Regions from separate parts of the Mus musculus genome. Here regions 1, 2, 3 and 5 are each linked to region 4. Evidence: chromatin contacts called from public promoter capture Hi-C data. All regions are on one chromosome and are shown on one strand. Each heading gives the region's core, a stretch centred on a gene start, on an enhancer-like site or on the middle of the called end of the contact. The rest is flanking DNA. Distances are from core to core; before and after follow the strand shown. Region 1 holds the start of Anapc15 (anaphase promoting complex C subunit 15). Region 2 holds the start of Folr1 (folate receptor 1 (adult)). Region 3 holds the start of Nup98 (nucleoporin 98). Region 4 holds the start of Rps3 (ribosomal protein S3). Region 5 holds the start of Clpb (ClpB caseinolytic peptidase B).

Region 1 (2,700 bases), core at 60-2,559, 2.4 Mb after region 4:
AAAACCAGGCAGATTATCATGCTAGTTACAGAAGAAACAGCGTAGACAAAGAATGTACAGGCCTGGGGAGATACCTTAGGGGTTAAAGTGCTTGTTGTAAAAGAAGCCAGGATTGGTGTTTGGGTCCTCAGAACCCACATGATTGCTGGATGGTTATGGCAACCAGCCTGTAATTTCTGTAAAGACAGAGAATTCTCAGAGAACCTGGATAGTCAGACCAGCGATAGCAGGGACTTGTGGTATTGAATAAGAATAAGATAGAAGAGCAATTGAGGAAAATTCCCAGCATCACTCTTGGGCCTACACATACATACACATGCATACACACACACACACACACACACACACACACACACACGATGTTCAAACACACATATACATAAGATAAAATTTTAAATAGATAAAAAAGAGGCCAGCGTGGTGTTACACAGCTTTAATACCAACAGGAAGACTTCGAAGCCAACCTGGTCTAGATAGTGAATTTCAGGCCAGTTAGGAATACGCAATGAAACCTTGTCTCAAAAAAGAAAAGTAAATATTATGAATATGATGTAGTTCCATGACAGAGGCTTGTCTAGCATGTTCAAGGTATCCTCTCAGAAAGAAAAGAATGGATGCCGGGCAGTGCTGGCGAATGCCTTTCATCCCAGCATTTGGGAGGCAGAGAGGCAGAGGCAGAGGCAGAGGCAGAGGCAGAGGCAGAGGCAGAGGCAGGTGGATTTCTGAGTTCCCTGTCTCGAGAAACCAAAATTAAAAAAGAAGAAAAGAGGGGCTGGTGAGATGGTTCAGCGCTTAAAAGCATTGACTTCTCTTCCAAAAGTCCCGAGTTCAAATCCCAGCAACATGGTGGCTCACAACCATCCGTAACGAGATTTGATGCCCTCTTCTGGTGCGTCTGAAAAACAATTACAGTGTACTTACATATAATAAATAGATCTTGGAGGAGTTGGAGGAGGAGGAGGAGGAGGAGGAGGAGGAGGAGGAGGAGGAGGAGAAGGGTTCAAACAGAAAACCGAGTCTGAGAGAACAGAAGGGAAGAAACAGATGTTTCTTGGAACGCAGCAGCACACACGGCATCCACACAAGCGAACATTTCTGGAAACCATACTATTTCGAGGAGATTAACACGCAAACACCGCCGAGTGGCAGGAGGGCGGGACTAGTCGAACGCAGGCGAGGGGCTAGCCTGGAGAAACCCTGCCGCTGGAGATTCAAGGAGGAGCTGACAGGTAGGCGGGGCAAGCGAGGGTCCTCCCCCAACTAGTACGTAACTAAAGTACATCAACATCACTTCCGGCTCGGTGTTGAAGCGGGAAACAAAAGGAGACGCAAGACGCATGCGTTAGTGAGTCCCGGATTCTGGTGGGTTCTTCCGCTCAGACCTGGGGAAACGCTTCCGGGTCGCCGCCGGCTGCCGGCTCTTGGCGCGGTAAGTGCGGAAACGAGACTGCTGCCGTTTCCTTGCTTGTTCTTTCTTCCGGCTTCCAGAGAAACCCAGTTCCTTTGACTCGCTTCCCTAGCAGTTCATTTTCCCCATTTTTACTCTTAAAGACATCCTGCTCACTGGCCGTTTCCTAGAGTCTAAGCCCCACCCATCGCACATGGTCCGTCATGCATTGGTTTCACTTCCTGTCACCCAGCATTTCTTGCAGTTAATTGGCTTCGGCCAGGCCGCGCGCATTTTGCGATTAGCATCCCTATAAGGTCAAAATCCTGACGGAGACCCGCCCCTGCCTCCTTCCTGTTGGTCAATCTCGCAGTCATTATCATAATGAGCAAAGAATGGGCGGTGGTGGGTAGAATTTTAGTATATAAAATCTGTCAGTGCTTTCGGGATCGTGGTGGACGCGCCTTTTTTTTTTTCCCCCATCACACGGACCTGGGGGGGCTTTGGTCTAGGGAATGACAGCGTCTAGTTCTGCGTGGGTCAAATTAAGTTGGAACAAAAGCTAGAGTAGGGCCGGGTGTGGGGGCTGGTATACGCCTTTAATCCCAGCATCCGGGGGCTGAGGCATGCGGAGCTCTGTGAGTTTGGGACTAGCCTGGTCTATATAGAGAATTCCACGACAGTCAGGGCTAAATATTGTAACCCTGTTTCATTTACTAAAAATAGGGGGAAACACCAAGGTAGACACCAACTCTATTTTTTCCTGTGCCCTTCCTACAGTGCTGGGCCAGGATCCCTGCCTTGCGTAGGATTTAAGCCCCCATCGAGTGTGTGGCCAAAGTCAAGCTCTACATGTCACTGGGTTTGTGAGCCAGGGCGTTTTAGTTCAGCTTCTTGGTGACCTTCCTGGTCAGCAGCTTCAGCCCACAGAGTTGATTTTGTTCTCTTCCATGTTAGTTCATTCTTCATTTGTTTGTTATTTACTCATCCCTCTGAGAATTTCTTTTATCCTTGGTTGTGTGTACTGCAGTTTGACTGGTTGGTGAGAGAGGTGGTTCATGTCCACACCATTTTGCACTGGTTGGATGTGACATGAATCAAAAGAGCAAAAAATAAGTTTTGTGGTGCGTGTGTGTGTGTGTATTTAAAATGAATTTTACTAGATCTCTGCTATTGCTAATCTTGTGCATAATCACAATGCCACATTCCATCTCTGGCTCCCAGTCTCTTCTCTCTTTAAGCAACATACAGCTTTACTCATTATTTTCTTTGTTTGTCGTAATAACTGAGGATGATATAATTTTAATTATCCC
Region 2 (2,700 bases), core at 11-2,510, 2.4 Mb after region 4:
AATAAACAAACAGCTGGGTGGTGGCACATGCCTAGTATGTGTGAAGCCCCAGTTTCAATCCCAGCATTGCAAATAAATAAACAAACAGCCGGGCTGTGGTGGTGCATGCCTTTAATCCCTGCACTCGGGAAGCAGAGGCAGGCAGATCTTTGTAAGTTTGAGACCAGCCTGATCTACAGAGAGAGTTCCAGGATAGTCAAGGCTACACTGAAAGACCCTGTCTCAAACAAACAAACACCTCACATTGTGTCTTGAGCTGCTAAGATCCTTTAAAATAATCCATCCACTACCAACACCCATGTCCTATTATACACATGAATAGGATGAGCCCCAGAGGACCACACCAGAGCCAATGGCAGGACTGTCACTAGAACACAGGCTTGCAACTTCCAGGCCTGTTGTATAGAATCAGAAGATCCCATGTCCCCAACTTCTCTCAGCTACAAGTTCCCCCAACCTCACCAGCCAGGCTATCACCCACTTCCAGTCACAAGACCCTGATGGCCTAACCTTTCTGACGAGAGCCTCAGTGCTGTGGAAGCCCAGGCTTCCTTTCCTTCTCCACTTGCTCACCTCCCACTCCTGTGACAGATCTTTACAGGCGTGGGGGCGTGGGGGGAACCCTTAAGGATCTGAGCTAATTTTGACATCACCCACATTTCACTGCAGCCAAAACAGGACCCCGTCCCCCACCCATCCCTTACTGGGAGCCCAGGATGGCGCTGCTGTTGGATAAAGGAGTGGGGAGTAGATTTGAGCAGGAGACTCGGAGTTGTTGATCAGTTACCTGTGCGTGTGTGGCCCCAGAGGAAGGCTCCAAATTGGACATAGATGTGGGAGCTGTCTCAACCGAAATTTAAGTGAGATAGTAGAGACCACTACATTGGTGAATGTCAGGAGAAAGAGAAAAGGAAGGAGGGGAAGGAAGGCAAGGAAGAAGGGAAGGAGGAAGGAGAGAGAGGAGGCAATTTGGACTCTGGGGGAAAATTAGCCAAAGAACAAGGCCCTACAAAGAGAGACAGGCTCCCAGGAGGTCCCTGGTTCTGTCTTGCTACCCTTCGCCCTGGCCACTGCCATGTACCTGAATCCTGTGACACACCAGGAGTGTTTGTCTACTGAAGATCACAACAGGTTGGGGACTTCTAGAGCCGTCAGCCTCCTTTCTTGTTTATACTTCCAGATCAGCCTGCTGACTGGGGAAGGGTGGGCCAGGTATCTATAAAGCCTAAAGCTGGAGGCCCTTCTAAGCTGTCTCTGCCCCGGGGCTGATTATTAACTGGCCTTTATGGCTCCTCTATTGCAAGAGTGAGGTTTGCCCCCTGGGTGATGCTCCTGAGCTCTACAGCTTCTGAATAATTAACCTTTCCAGTGAGGATTTGAGGTGAAGATTGAGCTGGGGCCTGGAGTGAACACCCTGCCCTGCCTCAGCTCCTGCCTGAGTGAGGAAAAAAAGAAATAAAAAGGAGGCCATGACAGCCCCTAGGTATGGTGGAGGAGAAAGTTTATTGTAGATATGGAGAAGAGCCTAGCCAGAAAAGCATTTGGAAGGGCCCAGAGTGAACAAGACCCTGAGCTGGGTCATGGGAGGGGAGAGGGGAAAGCCATGAGACCAAAAGTGCAAAAGGGTAAAAAGACCAGCTTAGCCAAAATGACTGCATTCTATAGAGAAGAACCACTAGAAGAAGGGTGGCCCAGGCCCTGGGCTGGAGAAGGTTTAGGTCAGGGAACCAGGCACGCCAACCAGGAGGATCCTGAAAACAAGCAGAGACTGGGGGATGCTAGGAGAGCTAGGCAGCTTGTGTAGGACCTCCATCAGCTATTTGACTGCATTTGAGCCCTAATGCCCTGAATGTTGAAGTGTTGTACCCATCCGGAGCCTAAGTGTTGAGATCATTTGACCACTAGGGAGGGACAGAATTTCACAGTCACCTTGGAGCCAGTCCAAGAAGTATCTCCCTGAGATAGCAGCTTATTATCAGCAAAACTGACTGTCAGTGTCTAGTCTGGCCCAGCCTGCTAGTGTCTTGTGACCAGGCTGAAAAAACAGGAAGGTGTTTGACAACCCCCCACATCCAACAGTGGGATTAAAGGCCAGGAAGCAAGAGAAGGCCTCCAGATTGCAGGGGAGAGAATCCTGAGCTTTGGTGAGTATCGGGCCCCCGATGTGCGCCATTCACACTGTTCAGGGCTGTGGACACTGGAGTTTGTCTACAAGTCTGGTGTCGTTCGTTTGCTTGAGAGAAGTCTATCAGGCATCCTGGAGCAGCATTCTAAGGCTTATGACTCCACACTACTTCTCCTGCCTGATTTTTTTTTTCTTTTCTTTTTGAGACAGGGTTTCTATGTGTAGCCCTGGCTGCTCTGGAACTCACTCTGTAGACCAGGCTGGCCTCGAACTCAGAGATCCACCTGCCCTCTGCCTCCCGACTGTTGGGATAAAAGTCTGCCTTTCTTTCTTTCTTTCTTTCTTTCTTTCTTTCTTTCTTTCTTTCTTTCTTTCTTTCTCTCTTTCTAAACATTTTTTTTTTTTTTTTTTGCTTTTTTGGTTTTTCGAGACAGGGTTTCTCTGTATAGCCCTGGCTGTCCTGGAGCTCACTTTGTAGACCAGGCTGGCCTTGAACTCAAAAATCTGCCTGCCTCTGCCTCCCGAGTGCTGGGATTAAAGGCGTGTGCCACCACGCCCGGCTACATTTATTTATT
Region 3 (2,700 bases), core at 23-2,522, 2.7 Mb after region 4:
AGTATGAAGAGTAGGCTAGCTTTGTAGTCACAGAGTGCCTCCTGCCTTTGCCTCTCAAGTGCTGGGATAAAAGGTGTGCACTGCCAAGGTTAAAGCCAATTTCATCATTTTTAAAGTTTTGTTCTCAAAAGTCTATGTTAAGTCTGGATGTGATGGCAAACACCTTTAATCTCATTACCTCAGCGTTAGAGGCAGGTGGTCTCTTTGAGTCTGTGGCAAGCCTGGTCTACATAGCGAATTCCAGGCCAACCAAGGGTTGTCTCCGAAGTTAAAAAAAAAAAAAAAAAAAAAAAAAAGCAAAAAAAGTCCCCATCAGGGTACTACTAATCAAGTTATCTTACTATATATAAACGAACATGAAAACAGCTAAACTAGAAGTGTTTTTGAAAATTATGTCAAATGCTGGGTCCTTACCCCTACCAAATAGAGAATTGCCAATATTGGGAGACTGGAACATAGAGGAAGGGTGGAAGAGTATACAAATTCTACTAGACTTGAATCAAGACACCTGGATTCTCTTCCTCTACCTACCTCCCACTAATAAAGCCTCTGTACTTGAGGCAGAGTGGGGGCGATTGACAATTTAAACGCTTATGGCTCCAGTTACTCAGAAATTCAATCTTTCTCACCTAGGTTTACACGGAACAGAAAGAACCCTTCATTTTATTTATCAGACAATTGTCAGTGTCTTAAAAAGCTAAACACAGTTCTGACTCACTCAACCCTCTGGTTGAACCCTAGACAAAACGTGTCCTGTAGAGTGGTCAAGGAAGTGACGGGGAGACCTCACTGAAGTCCCCCCAAGGCACCACCCTGCAAGGGTCTGCCTACCGCGGGCTGCTCACCTCCACCCAGCGAATGAATGAGTAGCACCGGAGAAAGCGAGGTTCACTCAATGTGGGCTGCGACCCGAGACCCCTCCGGCCTACGCCCCACACAGTTGGATCCCCTCCCAGGGCCTCCCGAGCCAGGCCGCAGGCCCCGGGCCCCGCCCCCTCACGCAGGCCCGAAGGAGCGCGCCCGGCACGAGACTCGGCGGCGGAGAGGGCCCCGGGCGTCCAGCGCAGATGCCGGTACAGAGAGGAAGATCTACCCGCCCAGCCCCGGCAGCGCTCCCGACTTACAGCGGTGCGTCTGGAGTGAGAGCCCAGGTCCGCCCGTCACCCGCCGCTCACCGCGCGGCCTCCAGAAAAACCGTCGTCGCCGCCGCCGCTGCCACCGACCGCCGCTTCGGGCGCAGCGCGCAGAGGCCTGACTGCGTCACACGCCGTCCACCGTCAGAGATCGGCTCCGGCCGCTCCGCCCTTGGCGGCCGGGCATTGGCGGGCCGGTCCGCCACTCGAGGCCCACACCGTTATTCATTGGGTGACGATCCTTTTGAAACCGAACGTGGAGGCGGTCTCTGATTAGGAACGGAGGGGAAGAGGAGGAGCGTAAGGAATTGCCGGGAAAGGGGGGGGGGGGGGGGAAAGGAGGGACGATGGGGAGGGATGTAGAGTCCCACTCCCTCTGCCGCAACGGTTGGCTGAGAGAGGCTCATGACGTCACACAGGCCCCTCGAAGAGGGCTGGTGCGTGGCTAGAGGAGTGAGCACCAAACCGCAGTGACGCTGTGTCCAGGCCCCGCCCCCTTCCTTGGAGCGCGGAGACTCGCTACGGAAGCTCCGGCCAATCAGAAGGAAGTCCCAAGGATGACCTGGTAATTGTTCTATCCTTCTCTAGCTCCTGTCTGCGGGCAATGATGGGAAGGCTCCTTGGCCACCTAGCTTGCACTTGGAGAGCCGGAGGACCCTTCCTGGAAACCCATCAATCCACAGATTGTCTGCAGACACTCCACTCCCCACTGTTCTTTCCAGCGCAAGCCAGCCCTCGCCGTACACTTTCCCCCTCTGAATCTCTAGAATAGACCTGAGCAATGGATTTGCCTTAACAGAGCTTGAGCCCAATGAGGAGATTCTTGGCCCTTCAGCCTCAGCTGCACTTTCAGAATCTATACTTGTTCTGGGTTTCTTGCGGCCTTCTCCAGGACACATTTGGTAACCTTTACAAGTCCCGGTGAAGTTCAGGCAGTCTGCTTGTAAAGACCTTGTTACTTTGTATCTTATTTATTTTCCGTTCTATGCCTCCTCCCTCCCCTGATCTGGGCCAAAGCTTCATTTTCATCCTTTTGGTGTCTTTTCTCCTAGGATCTAGCAGAGAGCAGAAGAGTGGGCATGTTCTAGAAACCAGACCTCTCTAAATTATTGAGGTCTCACAGATAACAGGAGCTGTGTTAAAAAAAAAAAAAAAAAAAAAAAAAAGAGGTACATACTACCTCTCCACCACGTCCTGGGAAATCAATATAGAACTGAAACGAGATTTGCTAAGAATTTTAAATGATTCCCTCAAACAAAAACATCTTAAAGGAGCTGGAGAGATAGATGGGCTCAGCGATTAAGAGCACTGGCTGCTCTTCCAGAGGTCCTGAATTCAATTCCCAGCAACCCCATGGTGGCTCACAACCAACTGTAATGGGATCTGGTGCCCTCTCCTGGTATACATAAAATAAATAAATCTCTTTTTTTTTTTTAAAGACAGTAAATGGAAGAAACATAATATATTGTCGATGTTCAGTATATACTTGAAAGAATAATGTATAAATCGCCTAACAGGAAAAGCTAGTTTGAACATCCATCTGTAACCACCATCCCTAAACCACTCT
Region 4 (2,700 bases), core at 141-2,640:
ATCCGACGACCCTTCTCCCCAAGAACATTCTGTGTCCTGTAGAGGGGAAGCGCAACCATTTACTCAAGATCCCACCTGCCGCCCACCACAACGCCAGCACACACGTTAAATGGAAGGTAAGTTCTTCCCAAATGCAGTTCTAACAAAGCAGTTACACCCACTGAGGCCAGATTTACTGCTTGGTTGGCCCAAGTTTACACAGCATCTCAGTACACACAGTATTTACAGGTGACAATCAATGGTATTTCTACCTGGTGGCTAAAATAATGATTTCTGTCCTGGTTGGTGTAACTCGGACTTCAACTCCAGAGTAGCCATCTTCAGCCAGCTCCCGAGTGAGAAATTCATTCAGCTCAGCTTTGAAGATGCCATCAGCTACAAACTGAACCAAAGGAAACAAGTTACCTCTGAGGTGAAGACAGGGTTAGTCAGAGCAAGCCCAATGGCCCTACAGAAAAGCAGCAACCCTTCTCAGACAAATGCCTCTTGGTCATCTTTAGGAAGTTTCTTTTGACCACAGTGCTTTCAGCTGTGCCACAGAACGCAGCATAGTGAGGCATCTTGGACAAAGACAACACTTCCTACTCAGACTCGTCATCACCTCTTCATCGAAGGGCTCTACGGCATAATCTACACCCAAGAGACAAAGAAAAATCTGTCTCCAAGTAGCACATGTACAGCTGGGACTGTAAGTTGTACCTCGGATAGGAGAGGAATCCTGACTCAAAACAGGTTTATCATCTGTGTGCATAAGCACAAACGACAGACCATCTATTTCTAAACCTGGCAACCTGCACACTTTTCCCCCATGAAATGATAACCACAGGGACGCTGCAGCTCCGGGTCCCGAGTGAACACGGCAGCAGTCAGTAAGTAGGCTTTCAACTATGGCCACTTGCAGGATCACGCGACTAAGAGAAGGGACTGCTAAACTTCACTTACTAAAGAAACTGGACTAGATCTGATGGCACACGCCCTCTAACTGTGCCACAGGATTACTATTATGGAGACCAAGAAACGCTCAAAGGTGTCTAGTCCGGAACTGGAGGCGCCCGGTGTTCGAGTCGGTCCAGAACTCGAGGAGTTTGTCCCTCCCTTGCCCAGGCACACAGCACTCGCCCGGCTCCGGCCCAATACACAATCTACGGCCATCCGAGGCTCGAAGAGACGGCAGGCGGCCCCAGACGCTCCACAGGACTGATCACGGAGCCACAGGCCTCCCTGGCACTTGTAGAACCCGCGGCGGACTCCCGAACCGGGCCCAGACGCTTACCTTCCTCTTCTTGGAAATCTGCACCGCCATCTTGCAGCCGCGCGCCGCTGAAAGGAAAGGAAGTGGCTCGCGGGCGGAAGTAGGTATATAGGGCGGGAGCAATGACGCCGCGCAGCGCGGCGACCCTTGCAAGTGTTCATGGGAAATGAAGTTTTGCATGGGAAATGAAGTTTTGCGTCTAAAACGGCGTAGGGGGGGTGTAACCTAGCAACCTGTAATGTAGGCGGAACAGGAAGTAGACATCTAGTTCCGGTCTGAAAGTGCTCTGTACTCAGCAAGCTTGGGGTTCCAGCACTAACGAAGTAGAGGGTCACAAGTTTAAGGTCATCATTGACTACATAGCGAATTCGAGGCCAGCTTGGCCTTTATGAGTTTCTGACTCAAAAGTAAAAACGTAAATAAATAAAAAATTTGAAAAGAGCAACCTTCAGACTAGAGGTGCAAACCACAGGCATAAGCACACACTAACAGATTTTACCACCTTCACGTTCACGCTAATGAAAACTTTCATTGAAATGTATTTAGAGGACCAGCTGGATGGCTCAGTAAGTTACAGAGTGAGTGGGACAGTAGAAAACCATGGCTGCGTATACATATATGCAAGCATAAAACACATGCGTGCGCACATGCACACAGATTTAATATTATTACAAAGGTAAACCCTGATCCATGAGATGGGCTTATTTGTAGGATTTCTGGTAGTGAGCACCTCCACTAGAACCTGTGGGAAAAAAAAATTTTATTTTTTGGTTGTTTTGTTTTGTTTTGTTTTTCCGAGACAGGAACTTTTTTGACTCGCAGCAGGGTGGAATACCAGCAGCAGGGGCTTGTCAAAATAATAAAGCACCAGGGCTTCGGGGACAGACTGTTGAATAGTATAAATCTAGGCCATAGGACCTTCCCTTCACACAGACCCTGATGTCCACACAAGCAAAAGTTCATTGCCCAGAGGCAGAACCTGCTGATATAACTTGTACTGCAGTGTGTGGCTCACTTCACACTGGAAACACGGGAGTCTGTTTCACCCTGTATTAATCCCACGGAACAAAAGTAAAAACTATTACTTAAACTCTTTTAGACAAATTAAGCAAGTTTTATTTTCTATCAGACAGGGCTATCTCCCTAAAGTGGAGTTTTAAAGAATAGCATCAAACATAGAAGTGGAATTTATATAACTCAAAATTTCTAAGACTAGGTGGTTTCCAAGGGAAGAGAGATTTCCAGGGGAATGTTGGCTACACAGGAACTTGGCAGAACATCTTATCAGGGTGGAAGTCAGGGTATAATGGAGTATGGAACATGTCAAATTCCAGAAAATGGGTTGACGACAGGATCAAACCCAAGTGTTACAGAAAACAGGAATGAACTTATTTTGACCTTGTAACAAGATGGCTTCTAATCATGGGACAGAGTCAGACTGGTCTGTC
Region 5 (2,700 bases), core at 200-2,699, 2.2 Mb after region 4:
AACCTCTGAGACATTTCTCCAGCTCCAACACCCACAAGTTTTAATGCAGACTAATCCACTTCCTATGAAGAGTTCCAGAAGTGGAGAAGGAAAAAGCAAAGAATAGGGCAAGTGTCATGTACTGACCTTTCTTAGGAAAATGGATGTTAGCTAGAGTGCTCCATGTACAGGTAAACGCAGGCATGAGACTTGAGTGGGACAGATGCAAACCAAGGCTTAAGACCTATTCTCAGCCAACAGGCTAATGGAAAGCCCCAAAACCTGCTTTAACAATTCAAACAAGCCAGCTAGGCACCACTGGATACCAACCAGCAAAGTACCTGGGCCTGTCAGAAGCCCTGGCAGCCCAGACAAACTGTTCCCTCGATCTAGCTCAAGAGGCTCTAATGCAAGAGCAGGAAGCATTCCGCCTACAAGGCTTTCTCTGTATCCTCTAGATCAGGAGCAACTCTATGGAAGGTACAGCTTTGAGCCAGGGTAAAACAACACCCCAGACAATCCCAAACCCAGTTTTGTAATTCTGTGAGACACAAGGGGCCAGACACAGATATATGAGTAGCTAATTGTCAGCTAACTACAGAAGGAATCAACTGAAACACAATTCATAGATTCACTATTATGTAACAAACAAGATGGCTCAACTATAAAAGACACTTGCTGCCAAACCTAAGGATCTCACACACACACACTCACACACACACACACACACACACACACATCTTTAAACACACACACACACACACACACACACAGTCTTAAAGTCTTTTGAGACAGAGTCTCTCTGGCTCATAACCCTGACTATCTTGAAACTCACTATGCAAACTAGACTTTCTCAAATTCAGAGAGATCTGCTTGCCTTTGCCTGGAATGCTGGGATTAAGGACACACACCACCTTTCCCAACACTCAACATCTTTTTGAAAAGCAATAGCAACTCAGAATAAAAGTGGGGAGGGGTACAAGTTACTTAACAGGTCTTCATCGAAAATGCAATTTTATTTAAACACTAGGGAAGTTGTTCTAGGATTCCTGTATTTTGATTTTCGATATTTTGATTTGATATTTGATATCTTACACAGTTGGGGCTGACCTAGACCAAGAATGTGATTTTGACCCAGACCTTGAATTCCCGTTCTTTCAGGTTCCCACCTTCCAAAGGCAGGGCTTAAAGTTCTGTGTTAATACAAATACGGGGCTCTGGAATCTTGAATCCTAATTGCCACGCCCCACCAGAGTTTTCCTTTTTGCCACGCCCCTCTGCCCGAACTGCATTTCCCAACATTCTTCCAGCTCCGCTGTCAGCGGTCATTGTGATGTCATTCCACAGCCCTCGGGGAAATGTAGTTTGTTTAGTCTCCAGCTAGAGAAAGATCTGGGGCTGTGGACTACCACTCCCGTGAGGTAGTGCGCAGTCCCACCTTATAAGCGGCGTCTTCGAACGCGCCGCGGCAGCCATGTTGATCGTGGCTAGCACAGGGGCCGGCACCAGCGGGTTTTAGAAGCAGGTGTCATGATGTTGTCCGCGGTGTTGAGGAGAACCACGCCAGCGCCTCGGCTCTTCCTAGGGTTAATCAAATCTCCATCTCTCCAAAGCCGGGGAGGTGCTTACGGCCGTGGCGTTGTCACCGGAGACCGCGGGGAGCCGCAGCGGTTGAGAGCTGCCGCTTGGGTGCGCCCTGGAGCATCTTCTACCTTCGTCCCCGGACGGGGGGCAGCCACCTGGGGGCGCCGTGGAGAACGCACCGAGATCCCATACCTGACTGCCGCCTCGTCGGAACGCGGTCCTAGCCCCGAAGAAACACTCCCGGGACAAGACAGCTGGAATGGGGTCCCCAACAAGACGGGTCTGGGCATGTGGGCCTTGGCCATGGCGCTGGTGGTTCAGTGCTACAGCAAGAATCCATCCAACAAGGGTGATTATGGGGTCAAACTGGGTTCAAGGGAGAGGTGGGTGGGTGGGTCATGACTCCTTTGGAAGGTTGAAGGTATTTGTAAATTTAAACCCGCATAACCTTACCTTGAAGAAACCCAGTTACCTTCTGCTGCCAGGAGCAGCAGATGGAAAACTCACTGAAGTTACATCATTTCCCATCGTAGGTCTAGCACCCTCTTTGGGATCAGTTTGTATACAAGTATAATTGGGGACATTGGACTGACTAATTACAGCCCGGTCCTTTTATGTACCAATATTATATCTTGTCCATTAGTCTTTCAAGAGGTCTCCAGGAAGCCTCAACAGCTTTAGGGACCGCCTCTACATGTTTTTCTGCGTACATAGGTCCAAGGAAGGAGGACACTTGGTTCTGGTGCTAGCCTGACCCCATGTTCCTCTCTAATCTTAGTTTCCCCACTGTCTAATGAAGGCAAGCTCTCAGTGCTCTAATATTTTGACCTTTCCTGGAGTTCAGAGTCTGTTTAGTTGCTTAGAGTTTTGCTTAGTGTCATGTTTAAGATGAGCTGGATACTGTGGAGGGTGTGTGTGTGAAGCCTTGGGGGACAGGGAGTTGGCTGAAAGTTGCTCTCTGGAGACTTACAGCAGTGGGGGAGGGAGGGAGGAGGTGGAGGTAGCTAACTCAGATTGGCTTCTTACCTCAGTTGCTTAGAGTTGAGCAGGAGCTGCAAGGGTGGCCTGGCTGAGCCCAACCTCTCAGGTTTTCAGTTGTCAGTGCCTGCCTGTCCCATGCACCCCAGACTCTGAGAT

The links. Promoter capture Hi-C pulls out the DNA fragments that hold promoters and counts their contacts. Capture Hi-C pulls out chosen DNA fragments and counts their contacts.
Region 1: a promoter capture Hi-C map of pre-B cells shows a contact between it and region 4, with 4 times the contacts expected there. The contact joins the promoter of Anapc15 here to the promoter of Rps3 in region 4. A contact is called at or near these places in 5 of 39 promoter capture datasets (erythroid cells, liver, neutrophils and 1 more) and 1 of 484 Hi-C or Micro-C datasets (B cells).
Region 2: a contact with region 4 is called in a promoter capture Hi-C map of liver, with 10 times the contacts expected there. The contact joins the promoter of Folr1 here to the promoter of Rps3 in region 4. A contact is called at or near these places in 2 of 39 promoter capture datasets (both in liver).
Region 3: a contact with region 4 is called in a promoter capture Hi-C map of pre-B cells, with 4 times the contacts expected there. The contact joins the promoter of Nup98 here to the promoter of Rps3 in region 4.
Region 5: a contact with region 4 is called in a promoter capture Hi-C map of adipose tissue, with 3 times the contacts expected there. The contact joins the promoter of Clpb here to the promoter of Rps3 in region 4. A contact is called at or near these places in 3 of 39 promoter capture datasets (liver, neutrophils and pre-B cells), 1 of 484 Hi-C or Micro-C datasets (B cells) and 1 of 9 other capture datasets (adipose tissue).

The regions. Positions count from the first base shown.
Region 1 is chr7:101,895,022-101,897,721 of GRCm38.p6, forward strand. Anapc15 (anaphase promoting complex C subunit 15) reads left to right here and starts at 1,310. Exons shown (of 6, transcript NM_027532.4): 1 at 1,310-1,429.
Region 2 is chr7:101,869,528-101,872,227 of GRCm38.p6, forward strand. It overlaps Folr1 (folate receptor 1 (adult)), which reads right to left and starts at 1,261. Exons shown (of 7, transcript NM_001252554.1): 1 at 1,082-1,261. Gm35597 (a long non-coding RNA gene) reads left to right here and starts at 1,184. Exons shown (of 3, transcript XR_378387.3): 1 at 1,184-2,144.
Region 3 is chr7:102,208,894-102,211,593 of GRCm38.p6, forward strand. It overlaps Nup98 (nucleoporin 98), which reads right to left and starts at 1,273. Exons shown (of 33, transcript NM_001287164.1): 1 at 1,125-1,273. It also overlaps a transcript of Pgap2 not described here.
Region 4 is chr7:99,482,319-99,485,018 of GRCm38.p6, forward strand. It overlaps Rps3 (ribosomal protein S3), which reads right to left and starts at 1,391. Exons shown (of 7, transcript NM_012052.2): 1 at 1,274-1,391; 2 at 252-382; 3 at 1-36. The coding sequence starts at 1,303. Snord15a (small nucleolar RNA, C/D box 15A) reads right to left here and starts at 614; the gene lies at 467-614.
Region 5 is chr7:101,662,302-101,665,001 of GRCm38.p6, forward strand. It overlaps Clpb (ClpB caseinolytic peptidase B), which reads left to right and starts at 1,450. Exons shown (of 16, transcript NM_009191.4): 1 at 1,450-1,912. The coding sequence starts at 1,510.